Linked DNA regions of Mus musculus: region 1 is linked to region 2. Evidence: chromatin contacts called from public HiChIP or PLAC-seq data. All regions are on one chromosome and are shown on one strand. Each heading gives the region's core, a stretch centred on a gene start, on an enhancer-like site or on the middle of the called end of the contact. The rest is flanking DNA. Distances are from core to core; before and after follow the strand shown.

Evidence for each region. HiChIP or PLAC-seq counts read pairs in DNA pulled down with a chosen protein or histone mark.
Region 1: a contact with region 2 is called in an H3K27ac HiChIP or PLAC-seq map of embryonic stem cells, with 5 read pairs. The contact joins the enhancer-like site here to the promoter of Dhx37 in region 2. A contact is called at or near these places in 1 of 484 Hi-C or Micro-C datasets (embryonic stem cells), 6 of 115 datasets of contacts at active chromatin or transcription factors (the SCID.adh cell line, embryonic stem cells and pancreatic cancer cells) and 3 of 9 other capture datasets (adipose tissue, liver and pancreatic islet).

What each region holds. Positions count from the first base shown.
Region 1 is chr5:125,517,518-125,522,899 of GRCm38.p6, reverse strand. No RefSeq gene overlaps it. Among named protein-coding and RNA genes, the nearest start is that of Tmem132b, 12 kb to the left of the region's middle. Within about 2 kb of position 1,734, at least 81 of the 459 cell types and tissues checked have an H3K27ac peak or open chromatin away from gene starts, as enhancers often do. A contact at or near this core is called in embryonic stem cells, where this site is marked.
Region 2 is chr5:125,431,166-125,437,254 of GRCm38.p6, reverse strand. It overlaps Dhx37 (DEAH (Asp-Glu-Ala-His) box polypeptide 37), which reads left to right and starts at 3,207. Exons shown (of 27, transcript NM_203319.1): 1 at 3,207-3,320; 2 at 5,489-5,658. The coding sequence starts at 3,218.

The DNA of each region.
Region 1 (5,382 bases), core at 485-2,984, 87 kb before region 2:
GGGGACAAGGGACCTCCTGGTAGAGCAAGATCTCTCTATAGCTCTGTGATGGTGTCTGATCATGTCAGCAACAGCCAGCAAAGCTGCATAAAAAACACCCAGGCTCAGTGGCTTCAAGTGCTCTTACACCGGCCATCTGGTAAAGGGTCAGCTGCCCTGGGCTGGGGTCAGCTGCCAGGACTTCTGGATCCCAGCATCTCCTACCATCCAACATAGCACAACGAACCTCACTGGGGCAAGTCTGGTCACAACAGACATTCCCACAGTCTTCCTGAATTCTGGCCACTAATGTCCCATTGACCCAAGTGTGTCAATTGCCAAGCGCCGTGACAGTGGGAAGGACCCTTGCTCCTGGAGAGAGGAGCTGCAGTGTTGGCCAGACAGCATCTGTTGCAAGCCTCCACCACAGCTGTTTCCAGCCAAGAGTACCTTTATTCTTTTTCAATGTTTTAGGTCACATTCCTTGTGCACACATGTGTACATTTGCCACTGCACAAGAACGGAGATCAGAGGACAACTTGCTGAAGTCAACTTCTACATGTAGGTCCTGGGACCGAACCGAGGTGGTCAGCCTTGTTGGCAAGGACCTTCACCTGCTGGGCCATCCTACTAACCTCCCTGGATCTTTATTGTCAGTGGCCAGTTGGAATTAAATAGTGACCAGGCTAGGTAGTAGTGGCACATGCCTTTAATCTCAGCATTCGGGAGGCATGGGCAGGTGGATCTCTGTGAGTTTAAGTCTACAGAAGGCGTTCCAGGACAGCCAGGGCTACGCAGAGAAAACCTGTTTTGAAAAGGCAAATAAATAAACAGATAAACAGCCTCAATTAGTATAGAACAAAGAAGAGATATTTTAAGAAAGCATCCATTTTTGTCACCAAGGCCAGTGACATGTGGGCTGCCCCTACATCCCTCTCTATTCCCAGGACTTAACACTAATTGAAATGTTTCTATAAACAGGTATAAAAGAAACCCACTGAGGGCGGACTGGGCAAGAAAAGGGTTTGTTGTTGGAGGCTCAGCTAGAAGCCAGGACTCAAGAAATACAGGGTCCTTCTCTCCTGCAACAAGTTCTGGCCTTGTACCAGGAATGCCTCCACTCAGTGACTTCCTCAAAGGAGTGTTTGATCTATTCCAACTCTACAGACAGGGATGAGGATCAGAGGGGTCAAGCCAGTGGACTGAGGTAACACAGCTTGGCCCAGACAGTGCCCTTTGCTCTCTACTACCACTCTGGCCCTTGCTTCCCAGACCCCCTTGAGATTGGCAGAACAAACCTCCCCTCCCCCACGAGCCTGTGCCCAAGCTGCAGGGCTGTGGCCAAGGTCCCCAGGGACTCTTGGACCACAGCAGGGAGACCCGTCTCTCTGCAAAAGTCAAGCCTGGTCCCCTGAGCTCAAGAGAACTCACAGGAGGGAAAAGAGAGGCTGTAAACACCCAATATAACCACTTGAGGAACCGTCGCAGACAGTTCTACAGCCAGTTACGTAACAACTGCTGAGGTTGCTAAGAAGCCACGAGGCTCAGCGGCGGTGCAAGGTAGTCTTCCCTAAACAGTCAATCTCCTTGTTCTGCCCCAGGGACCCGTGCAGGATCACAGGGAATTTCTTAGGCTGACGCCCTGGGCAGGAGCAGGTGGTCACATGGATGAGTAAGGGGTCAGGAGAAAGAAGAAGGTCAGAAGAAAACGAAATGCAGATTAGTAAACGGGAGGGGCGGGGGCGGGGCAGGGGCGGGGTTTGAGTGGAAGGGAGGAGCTTAAGCATGGGAGGGACGGACTGAAAAGGGGGACATAAGAGTAAGTCTTAACAGAGAGTGAGGGAAGGAATCTCACAGGCTGCAGGATGCAGAGCCAGAATGTGCAAAGACCCTGGGGTAGGACTGTGCCAGCATTAGAGAGGCCCCATGAATTGCACAGCCAAGACAGAGGCTCTGTGGACCCTGGGCAGAAGAGAATTGCTCCCAGAGTCAGAGAGCCACTGTAACTAACAGGGCTGGAGGCAAAGAGAGGGATGCCTGGGGAAATTGTTGGAACCCGCAGACTCCTGGCCCCTCACCCTCGGGGCTGACAGAATGGAGCACAGCCTCATGTGGCCCAGATCAGAAACCCCTGGGCTTGCAATGGGTGCCCTAACTCACATCTAGAATTCCAGCACTTGGGATGCTGAGGCCTGGGATCGCTGAGTTTGAGGTACTGAGACACTAGCTCCAAAACAAAAAGAATAGTTCCAGATACTTCACGGGACAGCGCCTACTGGGGGCTTGGAGGGTGGAGGGGAGGATGCACCTGGTCAAGATGCAGCCCAATGGATGGTCACTGAGAAATGGCCCCTAGATCCCCAGCCTTGGTCCCGGAAGAGGGCCCTACAGCCTTTGCACCAACAGTCCCTCTCTGCCTAGAGTATCCTCCCTACAGATCACACACGGCTGGCACCTTCACATCCTTCAGGGTTCCCCAAACTGACCACCCAGCTGTTCCTCTGCCACTGGTGTTTTGCTCTCCTGCATCCTCTCTCCTATGAGGTCTCACTCATGTAAGCTTGATGTGCGAACCACACATCACTGGAACTGTCCTGACGACTATTTCCTGGTACTAGAGGAGGTCCAGGCCTGGAAAAATATGCAATAAAACAGAAAGGTTGGAAAATTCCTCTGATCAGCTACTGGGTGTCTTGATTTCTTCCACAGGGAAAGGGGAGGGGGGGGGAAGGAATGGAATAATTCATAGAAAAATTAAAATCTTAAGACAAAGTGGGGCGGCGTGCATTTGCATAAAGACTAGCTTCCGATTTTTAATGTCTCCCACCTCCAGAGTGAAGGTGGCAGCCACCCAGGCAGGGCCGGAAGTGGCTCAGCCAGCCCTGTGCCTGTCACAGAGGAGTCAGAAGCCTCTCGAGGCATCCTTGGCCAGGCCAAAGCAGCCTTGATGTCTGCCTTGTCATTTATGCAGTTAAGTTCAGCCTTGAACACCTTCCCGGCTCCCTCCTCCTCATTCACCCAGGGTAGGAGAGCTAAAGGATGGTTTTCCCAGAATGCCTTGCAGATCTATTTCTGGACCAGAGACTACCTAGGGACCCCGGCCCCTTCCCCAAAGAGTGCAAATGTCTGACCATGTCTCACCTCTTCAGGCTCTGAACACAGCTTCTGTGACTAGGGCCAGAGCAGTTATCTTGGAATCCTACCTGGCCCTCAGTTTGTGAAGTACTTGCCTACTAGACCCATGGGCCCCAAATTCTGTCGACACATAAAAACTAAGTTACGGAGGCAAGAGAATCAGGAATTCAGACACCCTTAGAGGTGTCTAGCCTTAGAGGCTAGCCTGAGCTACAAGAGACCCCATCTCAAACACACACAGCTAACCATGATCCAACTCCTTCAGAGCGTCTGTGTCTAAGAATCATGAGAGTATCTTCTGATTAAAGCAGGGGTCATGATAGGATATCATCTGAACAAGGGTCTGGGATTTCTGACTGAACTGGTTGGCCCTCCTCAGTCTGTAGGATGAGAGGCAAGGCCTGGGAACTGCTGTGTGGCTCCACCTCAGAGAAGGCTGGCTAAAAATAAACCTGGGGTCTGAAGACAGAACATTGAAAATGACACTGTCACTTTGACGGAGTGCCCGACCAAGCCACCATGAACAGTGACCATCCATCACCAACCTCTGCATTTCATGTGGGGAGCCGAGATACCAGGATGGAAGGGGACAGGTAGGTGGGACAAGAGGGAAGTGGCTGCCTAGCCAGAAATGCCAACGCATAACCCCCCAGCCCGTGGCACACCGGTCAGTCCCCAGGCTACTGCCATGAAATGAGACAAGCAGAGGGGCTAAACCCCATGTTTAATTTGCTAGGTCAACCATGTAGGGAAGCAGACCTCACAGAACTGTCACACCCCGAGTCCCTGCTAAGTCAGAGTAAGAAAACAATGAGTTATGGGATAGAGAATTTATAAGAACCTGCGTTCTCAAGAGGTGAGACTGGCACAGCTGAGTTATTTGGCTCAGCAGTTAAGGGCATTGGCTGATCTCCCCAGGGCTCACAAGAGGGTTCCACACTATCCTGAACTGCCCTCTTCTGGCCTCCGTGGGCACTGCATGCGTGTAATTCACATACATATTCGGGGTAAAACATTCATACACATAAAAGTCTCTTTTTTTATTTTACTTTATATGATTACACTGTCACTGTCTTCAGACACACCAGAACAGGGTATCAGATCCCATTAGAGATGGTTGTGAGCCACCATGTGGTTGCTGGGAATTGAACTCAGGACCTCTGGAAAAACAGTCAGTGCTCTTAACCACTGAGCCACCTCTCCAGCCCCATAAGTCTCTTTTTAAACGGGCTGGTATATAACTCAGTGCTATACAGCACCAGCCTAGCACATGAGGCCCCATGTTCCATCCGCTATACCATCAAATTAAATGAATGTAACAGGAGAACGGAAAAGAGCAAGGCCCAGACACATCCTCAATTGTGTAGCCCCCTAGAAATCACACAAGAAGCCTGATTCAGATTACCCACCTCCATGATGTCCCTTCCTCCTCTGGGAACCTTTGGGGACATGTGTGGCAAGAGGGATTGGGGAACCTGATGCTTACTAGCACACAGCAAAGGGAAGAAAACCGGTGGCCACAGGAATGGCCAGGGTCCAAGATACATACTATAAACGGGATGAGAGCCCACCAAGGCTTTAGAGATAACAGACAGGCCCTGGCTGAGGTAGCAGACACCCAGACAACCCTAATAACAGGAAGAGGCAGGAAGGGACTCTTGCAGAACCTTTAGGAGCCAGCCCTGTGCACACTGGTGGGGCCACCTCGGGCTCTGACCCCTGAACTAGGAGCCCCTGGTCAAGGCCCCATGACAACCAATCAACGGGAAACTGCAAAAGGTCCCCTCAGTGCTCAGGCCCCCAAGCGCCCCTGCAGCACAGCCAGTGGGGCTCAGGCAGCTTGACCTGACACATTCCAGGAAAGCCATCACTCTGCTGAAGCCAGGCTTCCGTCACTCACCCTTCCTGCAGGAATGGGTACAGGAACAGGAAGGCTTGGTGGGAACGAACCAGATGACACCACCAGGCAGCCGATCAGACAACCACACCAGGAACGATGGAGCACACAGCACAAAGCGGGGACCAGATGCTCCTGTATCCTAGAGATCAGGACTGCTACCCACTCTCTGTGGTAGGAAGGCTATGGAGGGCTGAGCTGGGTGTCTGTGGCTAGGTGGCAAAAATCCAAGGAGACTCCCGTGATAAAGTCGCCCTGTAATCCAGCTCCAGGAAGCAGGGAGGCCCAGGATATGGGGAGGCCCAGGGCAACACCGGCTTAACACAAACCAAGACAATGCTAAACACCAAGAGCTCAGGAAACACCATTAT
Region 2 (6,089 bases), core at 1,958-4,457:
TCAGGTCATCAGGCTTTGTAGAAAGTCCCTTTATTTGCTAAACAGTGCACAACTTTGATCTCAGCATCTGGGAAGCAGAGGCAGGTAGATCTCTGTGAGTTTGAGGCCAGTCTGGTTTACAGAGTGAGTTCCAGGATAGTCAGGACTAAGAGATAGCCCATCTAAAAATTATTATCATTATTATTTGTGTGTCTGTGTCTGTGTATCTGTGTCTGTGTTATGTGTGTGTATGTCTGTGTATGTCTGTGTGTGTGTCTGTGTGTATGTCTCTGTGTGTCTGTTTGTGTGTCTATGTATGTCTGTGTGTGTTTGTGTGTCCGTGTGTATATCTCTATGTGTCTGTGTATGTGTGTCTGTGTCTCTCTGTGTGTGTGTGTCTGTGTGTGTGTCTGTGTGTGTGTCTGTGTGTGTGTGTGTGTGTGTGTGTGTGTGTGTGTGTAGGAGCCATGATCAGACCCCTGGTTTAGGAGTCAATTGTCATTACCTGCTCTAAGCCATCTCACTGGACTCTATAATTTTTTTCTCAAAGACAGGGTTTTGTTATGTAACCCAAACTTGTTCTCCCCCACTTTTTTTTTTACCTTCTTTTTTCTCTTCCTTCCTTTTTGAGATAGGGTTTCAGGTAAGCCATGCTGCCCTTTAGAGACAAGGCCACCTTTGAACTTCTTATCTTTCTGTTTCTACCTTCCAAGATCTGGAATTTCAGTGTGCCACCACACCTCCCTCAGATTAATTCTTAAACAGAAGAAAATGTAGTACAATATAACTATTCTACTTGCAAGGTAATTACAGGGTTCAGAAATGCTTCCGAGTGCGCCTCAGATCAAGTGACAGTGAGGCTTTAAACCACTTAAGAAGATGTCTTCTTTTTACATTTTCTGTTCCTGCCATGGAAATATTTTACACTTCTTCCTGTGGAACTAATCCACCAGACCTGTGGAGATATCAGAAAACACGGATTCACAAAACGAGGAGAGAGGAGACGTTTGTATTAGGGGCAGAGTTATAGTTTATACGTTTAGTCAAATTAATACTAAAGATTTATCTCATTTTTATTTATGTGTGAGTGCTTTGCCTGTATACCATGGTGATTTACTATGTGCACCGTATGTGTATCTAGTGCTCTCAAAGGTCAGAAGAAGGTACTGAAGTTAGGAAGAGCTGTGAGCCACTATGTGGGAGCTAGAAACTGAAACTGGGTCCTCTGCAAGAGCAGCAAGTGCTCTTAACTACTAAGCCATCTCTCCAGCCCCTTATTATTTATTATTATTCTTGCTTTGTTTTGGTGCAGCAAACTTTATTGATGGTATTCAAGAGAGTAGGAAGGGCTCCCTAAGCCCCTCCTGCTATTATGGGGGTCTGGGGTGGAAATTGTGAGGGAGATGCTCAGTGTTGGGGGCTGAGTTGGGACAGGGATTCATCAGCACCTGAGGGCCTCTCTCTTGCTCTCAGTGTCCTTGCTGGGGTGGGTAGTCCAGGGTTTCTTACTCCTTGGAGGCCATGTAGGCCATGAGGTCCACCACCCTGTTGCTGTAGCCATATTCATTGTCATACCAGGAAATGAGCTTTACAAAATTGTCATTGATGGGAGCAGGGCAGAGGGAGGCCATCAAGCCACAGCTTTTCAGAGGGGCCATCCACAGTCTTCTGAGTGGCAGTAATGGCATTAGACTGTGGTCATGAGCCCTTCCACGATGCCAAATTTGTCATGGATGACCTTGGCCAGGGGGGGCTAAGCAGTTGGTGGTGCAGAATGCATTGCTGACAATCTTGAGTGAGTTGTCATATTTTTCATGGTTCACAAACATGGGGGCATCGGCAGATGGGGCAGAGATGATGATCCTTTGACCCCACCCTTCAAGTGGGCCCCAACCTTCTCCATGGTGGTGAAGACGCCAGTAGACTCCACGACATACTCAGCACCGGCCTCACCCCATTTGATGTTAGCGGGGTCTCGCTCCTGGGAGATGGTGATGGGCTTCCCGTTGATGACAAGCTTCCCATTCTTGGCCTTGACTGTGCCATTGAATTTGCCGTGGGTGGAGTCATACTGGAACATGTAGACCGTGTAGTTGAGGTCAATGAAGGGGTCGTTGATGGCAACAATCTTTACTTTGCCAAGTGCAGCACAGAAGGCAGCCCTGGTAACCAGGTGCCCAATATGGCCAAATCCGTTCACACCAAATCTTCAGCACATATCAAACTTTCAGCATTTTGTCTATGGGACAAGACTGGCACTGCACAAGAAGATGCCAGCTCTTTCTGGAACGGAGGAGAAGAGAGCTATGTTTGCTTTTTGTTGACAGGGTTTCTCTTGTGTATCCCTGGAACTTGCTCTGTAAACCAGGCTGGCTTTGAACTCAGAGATCCACCTGCCTCTGCCTCCTGAATGCTGGAATTAAAGGTGTCTATCCCCTATTTTGGGGATATGGCTATGGCTGATCTGGAAATGTACATACCAGGCTGGTCACAAACTCACAGAAATCTACTTACCTCTATCCTCTGCCTTCTGAGTGCTGGATGGGTTTAAGGGCTCCCACACCTGGTGATTTATTGTATTTTTACGTGTGTGTGTATATGTGTGTGTGTGTGTGTGTGTGTGTGTGTGTGTGTGTGTGTGTGTACGCGCGCGCGCGTGTCTGTGTATTTTTTAACGTGTGTATTTTAGACACATTAGCGCAGTTCCCATGGAGGCCAGAAGATGGCGTCGCATCACCTGGAACGGTTGTGTCACTGCTTTTTTTGTTTTGTTTTGTTTTGTTTTTCGAGACAGGGTTTCTCTGTATATCCCTGGCTGTCCTAGAACTCACTCTGTAGAGCAGGCTGGCCCAGAAACCCGCCTGCCTCTGCCTCCCAAGTGCTGGTATTAAAGAATGCCATTGCTCTAAACGGCTGAGCCATCTCTTCAATTAACAATTAATATTGTTATACAGTTCAAATGTCTCAGATCATATCTGGCAGGACAGTTTGGTCTTAAAACTCAGACTCCTCAGGCACGTCTAGGCCCGGCCCCCTTATTTACATAAGGACCGCCCACAGACAGAGTACGCCGGCCTTTTCCGCTACGACCTCCCTTTCCGGCGCGTCGGGCCTCCAGTTCCGCCCCTCAACTGCTGAGGCGCGGCTCTTGCGCATGCGCAACCCGGAAGTCTCCTAGCCAGGTTCGGTTTCCCTGGGAGCTGGGCTGAGGGAGCCACGCGCGTGGCGCGAGGGAGCCATGGGGAAGCTGCGACGCCGCTACAACGTGAAGGGGCGGCTGCAGGCCGATCCCCGGCCCGCCAAGGGCCCTGAAGCGCCTCCCGTACGGCTGGAACTGGAGGGTGAGAAGCCGGGGACCGGGAGGGTCGCTGGAGTGGGAGCCGGGTTCCACATGACCCGCACAGGGGGCGTGACAGCCGCTCTACCGCGATATGGGGGTACTGCCCGCAGTATGGCGCGCAGATTAGTTCTTTGCATCCACTCCCAGGCCTGTCGGAATCATCTCCTTCCCAGAGACCCGTAAATGTGTGTTTCAGACCAGGCCGGTTAGCGGAGCGCCAGGCTGAGTGTTCGGGTGCTGGGGTGTCTGTGATCACCGGGGACACTGTTTTGGTCTCTGGGAATAGTGACAGCAGAATCGGAGATGGAAAACCCTGTCAACTCCAGGCATGCCTGCATACCCGGAGCCGACAAGCACAGAGAAACGATAAAATGTGTAGTAAATGGCAGTCACTCGGGTAGGTGCTAGAGGGATAGAGCAGAAGATGGGAGAGAGCGGTGTACTGGGGAAAGTAACATGGATAGTAAAATGTCAAAACCTTCTGGAGACCTGGGTGGGGAAACCCAAGGACTAGGGGACATCGGAGTTTGCGAGTTGTATAGATGATTGGGACAATATGGTAGTTCATTCCTGTAACCCCAGCTTAGGAGTTTGGGGTGGGAGGATCCCTACAGGTGTGAGGTCAGCCTGGGTTACATAGTGAGACCTTGTCTTAACAGACAAACAAACAAACAAACAAAAAAGGCTGTGTATATGAGAGAGACAGATAACACTTGTAAACCTAGCTCTAGGGAGTGATACTCATCTGAGGGCACCTGGACCATGTAGCATGTACCAGGCCAGCTTGGTGCTGGCTACAAAGCAGGACATTGCCTCGATCCCCAACTTCTAAAAGAGGAAGTGAAGAGCTATGGAAGACTTAGCAGAAGAGGGACAGGGTGAAAGGTAACGTGTCACCATGGCATATTGGTTGTGCCATTAAGAAAAGCATTACAGGTTGAAGGATGATGGGGAGGGAGGTTGGGGTTGATGCTGGAACGAGTGTTTGGATTCTGATGTATTCCGAAGGAGAGCTGGCTGGAGCTGCTGACTGCTGCTTTGCGCCTAAGCACAAAGGTGATGAGCACGGGCATTGGTCAGGTTGTGGGAGAAGGCAAATGTGGGGTATGAGTACTTGAGGCTCTGCAGACGTTCAAAGGAAAACTGAAAGCTATTGACTCAGCTCTCAAGACAGGCAAGTTCAGGGGAAACACTTTTGTAGATAGATGGCACTTAGGTAAGTCTGATGAATAGAGTTTTGGCTCCCTGAGAAGAGAGAGTCCAGCCCTGAAGGAGAGGGGAGTAGAGGAGAGCAGGGAGGAGGGTGCTGACCCAGAACTTGTGAAAAGGACTCACCTTTTTGGTTGGAATAGCAGAAGGCATGGTCAGGATCAGGCATGGACAGGATCAGGATGGTTCAGGAGGGGGGAAGAGCTAAAGCGATCCAGTAGAATAAAGTATGTTGGGCTGGTGAGATGGCTCAGTGTGTAAGAGCACCAGACTGCTCTTCCGAAGGTCAGGAGTTCAAATCCCAGCAACCACATGGTGGCTCACAACCATCTGTAACAAGATCTGACTCCCTCTTCTGGAGTGTCTGAAGACAGCTACAGTGTACTTACATATAATAAATAAATAAGTCTTTAAAAAAAAAAAAAGAATAAAGTATGTCTTCCTGGCTCCTAAGACTTGGGTTCGGGGCATGTCACTTCACTTACCTCTACCTCGGTTTTCATATCTATAAAATGGGACTTACTTTTCCTCAGTGGAATCATAACACCTTCTGGCACAGCCCACAGCTCAGTAGCCTAGTTCTGAGCACTCCATCCCAGGCTGGCCTGTGTAGTCAGGGGTGACTGAACTTCTGGTCCTCTCCCTCAAATGATTCCTTCCCCAACTGCCATACTTGGTTTTATGTGGTGCTGGGGTTGGAACCCAGGGCTCTCAGCATGGTAGCCAGGTTCCCTCCCACCTGAGCTACATCCCCAGCCCCACCCCCAGCCCCTCAAGAATGTGATAGCTTGGTAATGCTAACAGTTGCAGCACACAGACCCTTGTGCAGCACTCAGAGATTGGTAGGTGACCTTGGCCACCTGCAGGAGGTGGTGACCTCATTTGATATTTGTCATGAGTAAGCATGGAGGACGCCCTGTGACTTTTTGCCCCCTAGTGAGACTCTGTTCGTCTTTTCAGGCAAGGATGTGTTGAAAGGAGTTGATGAAAGCAATGTTCTGGTGCTGCCTGGGAAGAGAAAGAAGAAGACCAAGGCGCCGCCCCCATCCAAGAAAGAGAGGAAGCCCCTGACAAAGAAGGAGAGGAAGGTGCTACAGAAGGTCTTAGAACAGAAGGAGAAGAAGAGCCAGGTACACCTCACTGTGGCTGGTCTGCACCAGCTCTCCAGATCAGGGGGCTGGAGGGGAGTTTGTCCCTCCTTGTTATCTCTGCAGCAAGATTGTCTACTAGAACTTCCTGAAAGGAGGGAAGTGTTTTGTGTCTATCCAGAGACACAGTAGCCACTAGCTACAGGTGGCATCATTGGGAGCCTCTGGGTGTGCTGGCCTGATTTCAAAATTAGGTACATAAAGAGATGTGTACGTAAAGCATAAAGGTATGCGTCAAAATCAACGAAACCAAAACTGCCGTGGATCTCAAGGGATGAAAGAAATCACATGGCCATGTGGGTAGCCTAGGGACTGGCCAAAATGAGAAGTCACATCTGTCCTCAGGACAGCAGTGGATATCATGCTTTATTCAGTCTGGTTGCTGTGCATTGGGACAGCCAGTGGTTATAGCA